Linked DNA regions of Pan troglodytes: region 2 is linked to region 1. A link is a contact called in public capture Hi-C data. All regions are on one chromosome and are shown on one strand. The core of a region is the stretch at or near the end of the contact, and the rest is flanking DNA. Distances in the headings are between cores, read along the strand shown.

Region 1 (5,378 bases), core at 1,080-3,579:
GCAGGCCTCAGAGATAGCTTCACCCGTTAGCCCAGTGTTTCTGGCAGGTCTCTGCTGTTAGACTTTGGTTGTCCCCTTGCTCAGAGATACTAAACAGCTGAGCTGCTAGTAGACTATGTTTTCAAGTTTCGAGAACACTGCCACCTCTCTTGTAAGCACCATCCAGCTGGAATGTTGAGACTTGGGCCAGTTTTCAGAGGTGCCAATGGCAGAATCAAAGCCACACACCAGGAATTTTTGTTTTGTTTTCTACTTGATCTCTGTCCCTAGCAGATTATTGGTGGTGACTGTTTATGCAAAAAAAAAAAAAAAAAATTTCTGAGTCCCTACCCCCCCTACCCTCTTTTCTCAGTTTCCTGCCACCAAAGAAATGAGAGCTGGGATCGAAATCAGGCTCAGTGCCACAGACAGAATGAGAAAGTGTGTTTTTAATGGTTTACATCACATCATGCCAGAGATGATATAGTCTGTGCATTTGGTCCAAGTCCTGCCCTCGGAGAACTCTTGGGTGAGGTGGTCACACAGTAGCCCTTATGCTGTGCCTAAATGCTATGAGGCCAGCCCCTTCACTTGTTTTAAGCTCTGGAGATTTCTTTTGTTTGCCTGTGGTTATTTTCCTGCCGTTAAATTGGTCATACCCCAGTTTTACACTGGGAATATTATCAATTTCCTATTACTGTTGTAACAGATTGCCATAGACTTACTGGTTTTGAACAATTCACATTTATCGCTCCGGAGGTCAGAAACCAGAAATGGGTTTCAGGGGGTAAAGGAAAGGCTTTGGAGCCTCGAGAGAACCCATTTCCTTGCCTTTTCTACCTTCTAGAGGCCGCCCCCGTCCCCCTGGCTGGTGGACCCTTCCTCAGTCTTCAAGGTCAGCAGAGCAGCATCTGCCAATCCCCAACACTCCTGCCTCCCTCTGTGATTCATCCGGAGCCCTGTGATTCCACTGGGTCTACCCCATCAGTCTTTCCATCTCAAGATCCTTAATCACATATACAAAATCTCATTTGCCATGTAAGGTAACACTCACTGGTTCTGAAAATTAGGATGTGGACATCTTATGGGGGCACATTGTACCTATCACAGAATATAGGGCCCCTTCTCCCCTAAGCATTGCCTCCTTCCACCCCCATCTGCCATCCTCCCTACCCCCACACCTTTCAGTAGGAGGTCTGCTCCTTTGTCACTTCTCAGGATTCCCAACAGCAACTCTCCCACCCCCACTCAGACACCCAGGATGTGTTGAGTTCCTCCTGCCAGCCTCAGTCTTAGTGGTGGCCTCATGGTGCTAGGACCGACCAAGAGCTTCTTTCCCTTTCTTTTCTTTGCCTCTTGCCTCCTCCTCCTCCTCCCCCAGCCACCCCACACACACTCGCCCAGCCTCCCAGTGGATCTCTAAGGGAGAAACACAAAGAGTTACTGCTTTTTAATTACAAGTGCTATTGTAGCATCTATAAGGAAGAACATTTTAAGCTTAATTGAGACCAAATGTGAAGTTAAATTAAATGAATAACTAATTAACATAATGCTCCTACATTAGCCGCGTGTGAGTGAGTGCTGAGGCCCAGGGAGAAGGCAGGTACCAGGCCTGTGGTGAACAGGCTGCGCCCAGAGCTGCCCAAACAGGGCCAGTAACCTGGGACCTGGGAGATGGGTGCAGACAGGCCGATCTCAGTGCTGGGGTTCCCCCAACCTTCAGTAATTTTTCCAACTCCCTACCCACAGCCTAAGTCCTCATTTCTGAGGCCAGACCCTGAGCTCGCACAATGCCTTTTGCATGTGTCTAGTGCCACACTTACCTGCTGGTAGGAGCCAATGCCATTTGTTCAGTTTCAGTCTCTAAGGCCTAACATCCTAGGAGTTGGATAAGTATTCATGTTAACTTCCTCCCTTTACCATTACCCCTCACTACCTTATCAAATGAGTCATCCAAGTCCTCAGAATTCTGCCTTCATAAGGAAGAAGGACTCTTCCCGTTGCCCCTGGAATCGCCCTTCTGCCAGCCGTGTTCCTGCATGGCTGGACTAATGAACAGCATAGCTCTCACCTGGAGTCACTGTCTCCGTGTGTTTTCCTATTTATCCCCTAACTAGACAAGTTCTTCAAGGGCAGGAGTGTGTTGAGTATGTGTCTCCCTTCATACCAATCCTATGAGGTAGATAATGTCACCATTTTCCTGATGATGAAACAGGCTTAAAGTTAGTAAGCAGTGCAGCTGGGGAAGAGAAGACCTTGAGAGAACCATTCCTCTTCCCCTGCCCTCTGAAGCACAAAGCAAGCTGAAAGTCTGAAAAGTCAAGAGGCCTCGGCTCCTGTCTCTCTTCCGGGAAGCAGGATGGAACCACAGCCCACCCTGGGCTGTATGATGGGATTGGGTCACCATCTAGTGGCTCATAGAAGCAACACAGCTTCTCCTTAAACTCCTTAATTACAAGTGCTATTGGAGCATCTCTAAGGAAGAACATTTTGAGCTTAATTGAGACCAAATGTGAAGTTAAATGAATAACTAATTTCATTTCATTTCATTCTCAATGTCAAAGAGCAGCAGAGAGCAGCTTTCCTGAATGCTGAACATAAGGCCAGAGTATAGCTCTTGCCCCTGTGGGCTGAGGAGTTGGAGGCCCCTGGCTGACTCCTGCGCTCAGAGCTGAAGTGACTGCAGGCAGGAGGAGCCTTCCTTGTTTGTTGCCATTGGCGCTGTGCAGCCTGCTTCAGTGTGGAAGGGTGTGTATCTGGCTAATGCACCAGCCCACAACGTCCCAGGAAATGCAAGGCTTTTATCTTGCGTGGCGCTCTAAGCTCCCCGTTTGCCCACACATCATCAATATCATGAGCATCCCCTTCAGGAGTGCCCACTGTCATGAGCTTTAACCTACCCACTTGGTGGTCCTGGTGTGTCCGGAATTGGTGGGTTCTTGGTCTCACTGACTTCAAGAATGAGGCCGCGGACCCTCGCGGTGAGTGTTACAGCTCTTAAGGTGGCACGTCTGGAGTTTGTTCCTTCTGATGTTCAGATGTGTTTGGAGTTTCTTCCTTCTGGTGGGTTCGTGGTCTCGCTGGCTCAAGAGTGAAGCTGCAGACCTTCACAGTGAGTGTTACGGCTCTTAAGGCAGCACGTCTGGAGTTGTTCGTTCTTCCCGGTGGGCTCGTGGTCTCGCTGGGCTCAGGAGTGAAGCTGCAGATCTTCGCGGTGAGTGTTACAGCTCATAAAAGCAGCGTGGACCCAAAGAGTGAGCAGTAGCAAGATTTATTGCAAAGAGCAAAAGAACAAAGCTTCCACAGTGTGGAAGGGAACCCGAGCGAGTTGCCAATGCTGGCTCGGGCAGCCTGCTTTTATTCTCTTATCTGGCCCCATCCACATCCTGCTGATTGGTAGAGCCAAGTGGCCTGTTTTGACAGGTCGTTGATTGGTGCGTTTACAATCCCTGAGCTAGATACAAAGGTTCTCCACGTCCCCATCAGATTAGTTAGATACAGAGCTTCGACACACAGGTTCTCCAAGGCCCCACCAGAGCAGCTAGATACAGAGTGTTGATTGGTGCACTCACAAACCTTGAGCTAAACACAGGGTGCTGATTGGTGTGTTTATAAACCTTGAGCTAGATACACAGTGCCGATGGGTGTATTTACAATCCCTGAGCTAGATATAAAGGTTCTCCGAGGCCTCACCAGAGCAGCTAGATACAGAGTGTCGACTGGTGCACTCACAAACCTTGAGCTAAACACAGGGTGCTGATTGGTGTGTTTACAATCCCTGAGCGGGACATAAGGACTCTCCACGTCCCCACCAGACTCAGGAGCCCAGCTGGCTTCACCTAGTGGATCCCGCACCGGGGCTGCAGGTGGAGCTGCCTGCCAGTCCCGCGCCGTGCGCTCGCACTCCTCAGCCCTTGGGTGGTCGATGGGACTGGGTGCCGTGGAGCAGGGGGTGGTACTCGTCGGGGAGGCTCGGGCCCCACAGGAGCCCATGGAGCGGGTGGGAGGCTCAGGCCTGGCGGGCTGCAGGTCCCGAGCCCTGCCCCGCGGGAAGGCAGCTAAGGCCCAGTGAGAAATTGAGCACAGCGCAGGTGGGCCGGCACTGCTGGGGGACCCAGTACACCCTCTGCAGCCACTGGCCTGGGTGCCAAGTCCCTCACTGCCCGGGGCCGGCAGGGCCGGCCGGCTGCTCCGAGTGCAGGCCCGCCAAGCCCATGCCCACCCGGAACTCCAGCTGGCCCGCAAGCGCTGCACGCAGCCCCGGTTCCCGCTCACGCCTCTCGCTCCACACCTCCCTGCAAGCTGAGGGAGCCTGCTCTGGCCTTGGCCAGCCCAGAAAGGGGCTCCCCACAGTGCAGCGGTGGGCTGAAGGGCTCCTCAAGTGCCGCCAAAGTGGGAGCCCAGGCAGAGGAGGCGCCGAGAGCGAGCGAGGGCTGTGAGGACTGCCAGCACGCTCTCACCCCTCACTGAGACCCCACTTCAGCACCCCATGCCAGCCTCGCTCGCTGCCAAGCCAAGCCCTGACAAAGATGAGCATGGGCACAGCAGGTCAAACAGAATCTATTGGTGCCAGTGGGCAACTTTAGGCTCAGATGGAGATGCCAAGAGCTAGCCAGAAGACAGCGAGTGATCCGGGACTTGGGGTGGAAGGAGGACATAGAAAAGTGGAAAAGGGAGCAGCAGATGGCACCAGCTGACCACACCTGCAGCAGCTGCCTGAATGAACCATTCATGCCCTCACGTCTTGCCAGTCTTGTCACCGTTGGCACCTGTGCTCAGGGCGTAAGTCCTTCTTGTGTCCACTGTCTACTCCATTCCTAGAGCAGAGCTGGCATACAGTAGGCACTCCTTGGCACTTCATTCTCAAAATACTTAATACACATACTGGTATTTTTAGTCATGCCAACCCCTCTTTCTACTCTCCCCACAGCACCGGCCCCCAGTCACCTTCCACTGAGGACATTATGGGGCCGGGATCAGAGTGAGGCAAGGGAGGCACTCAGGGCCAGCATGTGCCCAAGAGGGAGTGCCCCTTCAAATTATGTACCGAAGGCAGCTCCCCTGCCTCGCCCGAGTGCTGGCCCTGGAGGAACAGCAGTGATGGGTGGGTAATGGAGTTATCAACAGGCCTAAATGGAGAGTAGAAGAGGGCCCAGCTTGGGGAAATGCACAGAGAAGACTGTTTCATGGATAGAGGGACAAAGAGAGGCTGGGCTCCTTTGATGGAGTGAGATGCCCACCTATAGATACAGGCAGATTACAGAGGTTAAAATTTAACATGGGAAGGAGAGATGCACATTTTCCAGGCCTTGGCCTTGTGAAGCCTTCTGTCTTGGAATCTGAACAAGCAAGAGTCTGAGCATATCCTTTCCTTATCAAAATGGAGACACAACTCAGCC
Region 2 (5,378 bases), core at 1,670-4,169, 48 kb before region 1:
AAAGCAGGAATTGGGGAGCGGGTAGATACTGAGACTGGCCATGACACTCACCAGGCCTTACTCCTTCCCCTTGTCCATGGAGCTCAAGGACTTTGCATTCTAGGGCATGGGGTTGATAAATAAATTATTACAACGTGATTATAAGTATATCAATATATCTACATCTATCTGTCTACCTATCTACCTACCTATAAAAGGAGTACAAGGAAGACAGCCCATCTCTGACTAAAGAAGTCAGGGGGAGCCTCAATCTAGAGAGGGTACCACTGGAGCCAGTGCTGAAGGGTATGATGGGAATATCCTAGGAGAGTATCGGGGATCCTGGGAGCTTCCCTGGAAAGTCTGTGACTGATGCCTGAGCTCTTCAACCAGAGTCATCAAATTCAGATATTCATGCTGAAAGGAGCCTCAGAGGCCCTCTCTATCCACAGGTGAGCCGACTGAGCAGGGCCAGGCCTGGGGTGAAGCGGAATTTCAGGAAGCACCCCGTCTCCAGCCACACAGGCGCCAACCCGCCAGCACCGCCCTGCAAGCAAGGCCTCACCCTGGTCTCAGGCACAGCTCTCTCCAAGGGTCACACAGCAAAGCCAACAGTGCCATGCAAGGACCCCTGCCGCCTGCACTCCAGTCTTCTGCGTTTTGTGATTATGGAGAGCAAGGGAAAGGGAGAAGGAAAAGAAGGGGAAGAGGAGTCAAGAAATGCACCGCAGTCTCCTGTTCCTACAACAGAAAAGACAGCTCTGAAACTCTATATCCACCCACTTCAAGTTCCCGCCTTCCTTCCTCAAGCCTTACGTTCAGAAATGAGGATCTCTTCCCCACAGAGCCCTTCCCTCCCCTCTTTCTACTACCTGCTCTTCCAATTCCACACCTTTTCAACATTTATTTCAGCTGCAGATTGTCTTTCAAAAGCTGGCGGGGCGAGCCCTGCAGAGCCCACCACCGCGGCCAGAGGGTTGTAGTTCTACAGTCAGCCAGCAGGGGGCAGGCCTGCTCCGAGTCTCCGTCCTGCCCCGACCATCCCAGCCCCCCAGCCCAGTCACAACTCCTTAGAGATGCAAATTGAGAGGCAGCCTTCCTAACCCGAGAGGGCTGCTAATTCTCTGACAGTATGCAGATTTCCATCTTGCCTTTGCCTGGGTTTATTTGTTTTACTTTGCAATAAATTTAATACAGACTCCCTGAAGCAGAGAGGCAGATGGACTATAAAGTGCATTTTGAGCAGCCTTAGTTACTAGGTTAGTGTGGGTTTTGATCCCTGCTTAAATTATATCTATGAAATTTGACATGGATTTGGGTCTGGGGTTTGCTGGCTCCTTGGTGCTCTGGAGCGGCTTTTAGAGCATTTACAAGGGTTGATTTGATTATTGGGGCTTTAATTTTTCAGAGGCTAACGAGGAGGCTGGGAAGCCCGGCCGGGGCCTGGCAGGAAGATGGAAAAGCTGGGATAAGTTGGGTTTCTACCTGCCCCAGTGTTCACGGTATCGAAATCGTTTTCTCATGTCCCTCGAGGGGCCCTAAGTCACTCTCACCAAAGAGCTGCATGCGGAAACCTGTTCTGATTCCCGGGGTAGTAGTGCAGCAAGGAGCTAGCTCAGATTCTATGAAAAAAGTCAGACGCACATATGGGACAGACATAACTAAAACATCTATAAAGAAACATTAACAAGAATGGTACAGATCAGCATTGTATAACAATGTAAATTGGATGTGAGGGGACTTGGCAGAAGGACTAAAGTCAACGCACTCCTGTTAACCCCTTTGCCTTGTGCCAGAGTGTGCGGCCTCCCGCTTCCATACTTCCTTCCAGCAGACCCCTGAAGAAAGGAGGCGGAAGGAACTAGGAATGGGATGAGTTGGGTTCTTGCCCTGGCTCCACCGATGACTTCTTTGTTCAGATATTTGGTGAATATATTTAATTTCTGCAAGCTTCAGTTTCCCTCTGCACAGTTGGAATTTCATTATCATGAGGACCAAGTAAGAGATCTTTGGGAAGAATGTGTGTAGGCTGTAAAGGACCGGACCATAAAAAGTGAGTACATGGACAGATGTCATTCCCCGGTTGTGAAATGGTCATTGATGGATTAGGGTAGCAAGGCTTCAAGGCCAGAGAGGAGCTATTAATGGAATTTCCAAAGCCAGTCCATGAGGCAACATTGGTGGAATGAGTTGGGTTTCACAAACTAGCCAAGGTGTGAGACGGCCAGCTTTCTCACTGGTGGTGAGTTCTGCTCACCTGTGTGCGAAGCCTGCCTGCCAGCAGAGGACACCCTGAGAAGGTTCCAGCAGCAGCAGCAGCAGCAGCAGCAGCAGACGCCGAGGATTGTCCTGCAGAGCCCTGAGGGCTTGGCCACCCTGGCTGTGGGAGACTGGCAGGGGCTGCTGCTGCAGATTCATCTTCTCCCGCGTGAATCCGAGTGCAGGCAGAGCCCAGAGACAGAGGAGGGAGGGGAGGGAGGGCCCCTTGGCAAGAACCCAATTCATCCCATTCCTAGTTCCTTCCGCCTCTTTTCTTCAGGGATCTGCTGAAAGGAAGTAGGGAAGTGGGAGGCCCGTCCCTCCTGCCTCCCTCCTCTGCATCTTCACATCTCTTAGGCCAGAGACTGGAGCAAGAAAGGGAGTTTGAGGGGGAACTAAGAGGAATGTGTTTGAAGAGCCAAGAAGAGCAAAGATTTGGGAGCCACCAGAGAAAAGGGGTAGAGAGTAGAAAGAGGCAGGTCGGGGAGAAAGGAAGGAACCATGACACATTGATATTTACTCCTGAAACTTTGAAGAGGATTGTGAACTGCTGGGGGAAGGGGAGAGAAATGAGAGAAGAGAAAGGAAATAACCAGCTCCACATGAAGGAGGGGGTGCGGTACAGGGGAGGTGGAGGCTGAGATTAAATGGAAATGAGGGGCTTGGTCACCATGGAGAAAGAAGCTGGAAGCTTTGGCAGCAGTTTGTCTATTAGGAGGAAAGGCAGGGATCAAAGAAGCTGTGGTGTGTCTATACACACAACCGGATTGGAAAATAACTAGCTGAATTCTGCCCAAAGCAGGGGGGAGGGGGAAGGGAGTGAAAACTGGTTGAATTCTTTCCCAAATAACAATGGTTCTCCCCACGCTCGTTTCTTCCTTCTATCTGTTCCTCTGTCGCCTTAGGAACACACTACACTGAAGCTGTTGGGTTGTGAAGATTTTGTTAAATTAAATTTGGTGACTTCCCCTCCGCCCCAGTGACCTGTGTGTTCAAGGGAATGGAAACCCTACATCCTGTCCCGGATAGAGGAAGGGAGATGGTAGCTGAGGTGGGGAAGGAGGGCGAAAGGAGGGACGCAGCAGTGAGGGTAAACCAGCCGATGCCTTGGTCTTCACGGGACCCTCTGAAGGAGAATGAAGAAATCCAGAAGCAGTGGCCACACAGCCTCTCCAGAACCACAGCGGGGCTGCACTGGGACCCATGCTGGGTCTCTGCCTGACCCTGGGCTTTTCAGAGAGCCCACAAAGGCTTTTCTCCAGGAACACCCTCCCTGTTCCAGACCACACGGCAGGTGCGCAGGCGGGCCAAGGGACAGCTGTCTGGGTGAAGGTGGGGTGGAGTGTGGAAAGATCTGAGACCAAGGCCCACAGGCTCCTCAAACACAGAACAGCGCTGGGGCCAAGAACTGGAGTGGGGCGGGGGGCCTGAGGCCAGGGCCTCCACGTGGACCCTTCCCCTAGCCTGTAAGCATCAGCAGCAGTGCTGAGCAGGGGGGAGGCTGGCTTCCCGGCTGGAGGCAAGGAGACTGAAGGAAGAAGGAATCAAGGTTGCTGAAGGTTAGAGGCTTCAAGGGAAAATGGAGCAGGGGGCAAGCCTCTGACTCTGAGTGTGTGTGAAGAGCAGGGTGGAGAGGAACAGAGCCATACATCTGTCTCTTGCGATCTTCGGGATACACTACACTAACATTTTGAAAATCATTCATCATTTATCTGAAATTCAAGTTTGACTGGCTAGCATGTATTTTGTCTGGCATCCCTATCCCTGGGTCCAAGGGATTGGGGTGATAACCACAAGGCTTATGTCACAAATTGGGTGAGGCCAGGGAACCCTTATAGACCTCAGAGGTCGGTGACTTACAACATACCATGGAGCTTTACCCATGCCCAGGTCCGATCAGTGTGTCCCAACTGTAGCTGGGGTTAGGAGAGCAGCATCGTTTGCAGGCACACTGGGCCATGGGGGAGCTTGGCCAAAACTTCATCTCTGCCAGTGCCTTTAGGAGTGAACCAGAATCCGGCAAGATCAGAGCGACTCCCCCAGAGGAAAAACTGCCTTTTTTCTACATCCACGCGAGTCTTGGAGGCTAGCGAGGCCTAAACTAAACCAATAAGAATGTTCTCCCCGGGGAGAGCAGCTTGCCTCAGTCCTTCTGAGGAGTGTAACTAACACTCTTCTCCAGTCTTTCCCCGTTCATACAACTCTGAACAATACTTCCCTAACCTAAAACTCTCCTCCTGCAGCGGATGCTCTTTCAAATTCTATTCAGAATCCAGCCTCTAAGATGCTACATTCCAAGAGGAAAGAAAATAAATAAATACATAAATCAATAATAATCCTACATTAATTTCAAACTCAGTTACGAACACAGAAGCAAAAAAAATCAATGGTGGCCGAATGAAAAAGGGCAGACTGAAAGGGTTTCTTAATCCAGAAAACTTTTATGATGATATGACACATAATAGAGAACAAAATAAAATTAAAACAATAAAAAAAAGGTACACCCAGCAAGCAGTGTCCTGTTAAATAATTGGATGAGATTCATCAGAGTAGCAACTGGCGCTGAGCGTTTTTTAATTTTCTCCCTGCTGGAGCCTCTCCTCTCACAGTATCAACAAATAGATTAACTACTTGTCAGAGACGAGGCCTTCACACAGCAAAATTGAATTCTTCAGTATTTATCTTCCCCCTTTACACCCCCTGCCCAAAGAGGAATATCTGATCACTTTTTAAAAAAAGATCCCAAATCTAGAAATGATTAATTATGTCCCATGATGCAAAGGGTTAATTCCACCATGGTTCATGAAGGAAAGCCAGGTTTAATAAGAATTGCTAATTGCCTTTTCCTTAGGAAGGAATGAACTTTGAAAGGGCAAAAGACAGAGGCAGCTTCACCCCTTCAATGATGTATCTGTGGCAAGGGCAGGCCCACCGGTGTCACGGTGTTTTAGAGAAACGAAGGTTCTGCAGGAGTTGGACTAGGGAGGAATGGCGAGCCCACGGAGGCACAGCCTGCCACAGAGCAGCCATGGCCACAGGCCCATCCACAGCAATGCTTTCGTTTCAGGAAAACAACGTAATGGTTCAAATTGGACTAATATGGTTAACTTAAAAATTTTTTGCTTTAGAATTTTGTTAGT

Evidence for each region. Capture Hi-C pulls out chosen DNA fragments and counts their contacts.
Region 2: a capture Hi-C map of stem cell-derived neural stem cells shows a contact between it and region 1, with 2.9 times the contacts expected there. The contact joins two enhancer-like sites. A contact is called at or near these places in 3 of 7 Hi-C or Micro-C datasets (induced pluripotent stem cells and stem cell-derived neural progenitor cells) and 1 of 1 other capture datasets (stem cell-derived neural stem cells).

What each region holds. Positions count from the first base shown.
Region 1 is chr9:127,033,237-127,038,614 of NHGRI_mPanTro3-v2.0_pri, reverse strand. SLC37A2 (solute carrier family 37 member 2) reads right to left here. Exons shown (of 18, transcript XM_508843.8): 18 at 3,235-5,378. Among named protein-coding and RNA genes, the nearest start is that of TMEM218, 11 kb to the left of the region's middle. Within about 2 kb of position 2,329, at least 9 of the 24 cell types and tissues checked have an H3K27ac peak or open chromatin away from gene starts, as enhancers often do. A contact at or near this core is called in stem cell-derived neural stem cells, where this site is marked.
Region 2 is chr9:127,082,307-127,087,684 of NHGRI_mPanTro3-v2.0_pri, reverse strand. It overlaps PKNOX2 (PBX/knotted 1 homeobox 2), which reads right to left. Exons shown (of 17, transcript XM_054661696.2): 3 at 52-99. Among named protein-coding and RNA genes, the nearest start is that of PKNOX2, 28 kb to the right of the region's middle. Within about 2 kb of position 2,919, at least 4 of the 24 cell types and tissues checked have an H3K27ac peak or open chromatin away from gene starts, as enhancers often do. A contact at or near this core is called in stem cell-derived neural stem cells, where this site is marked.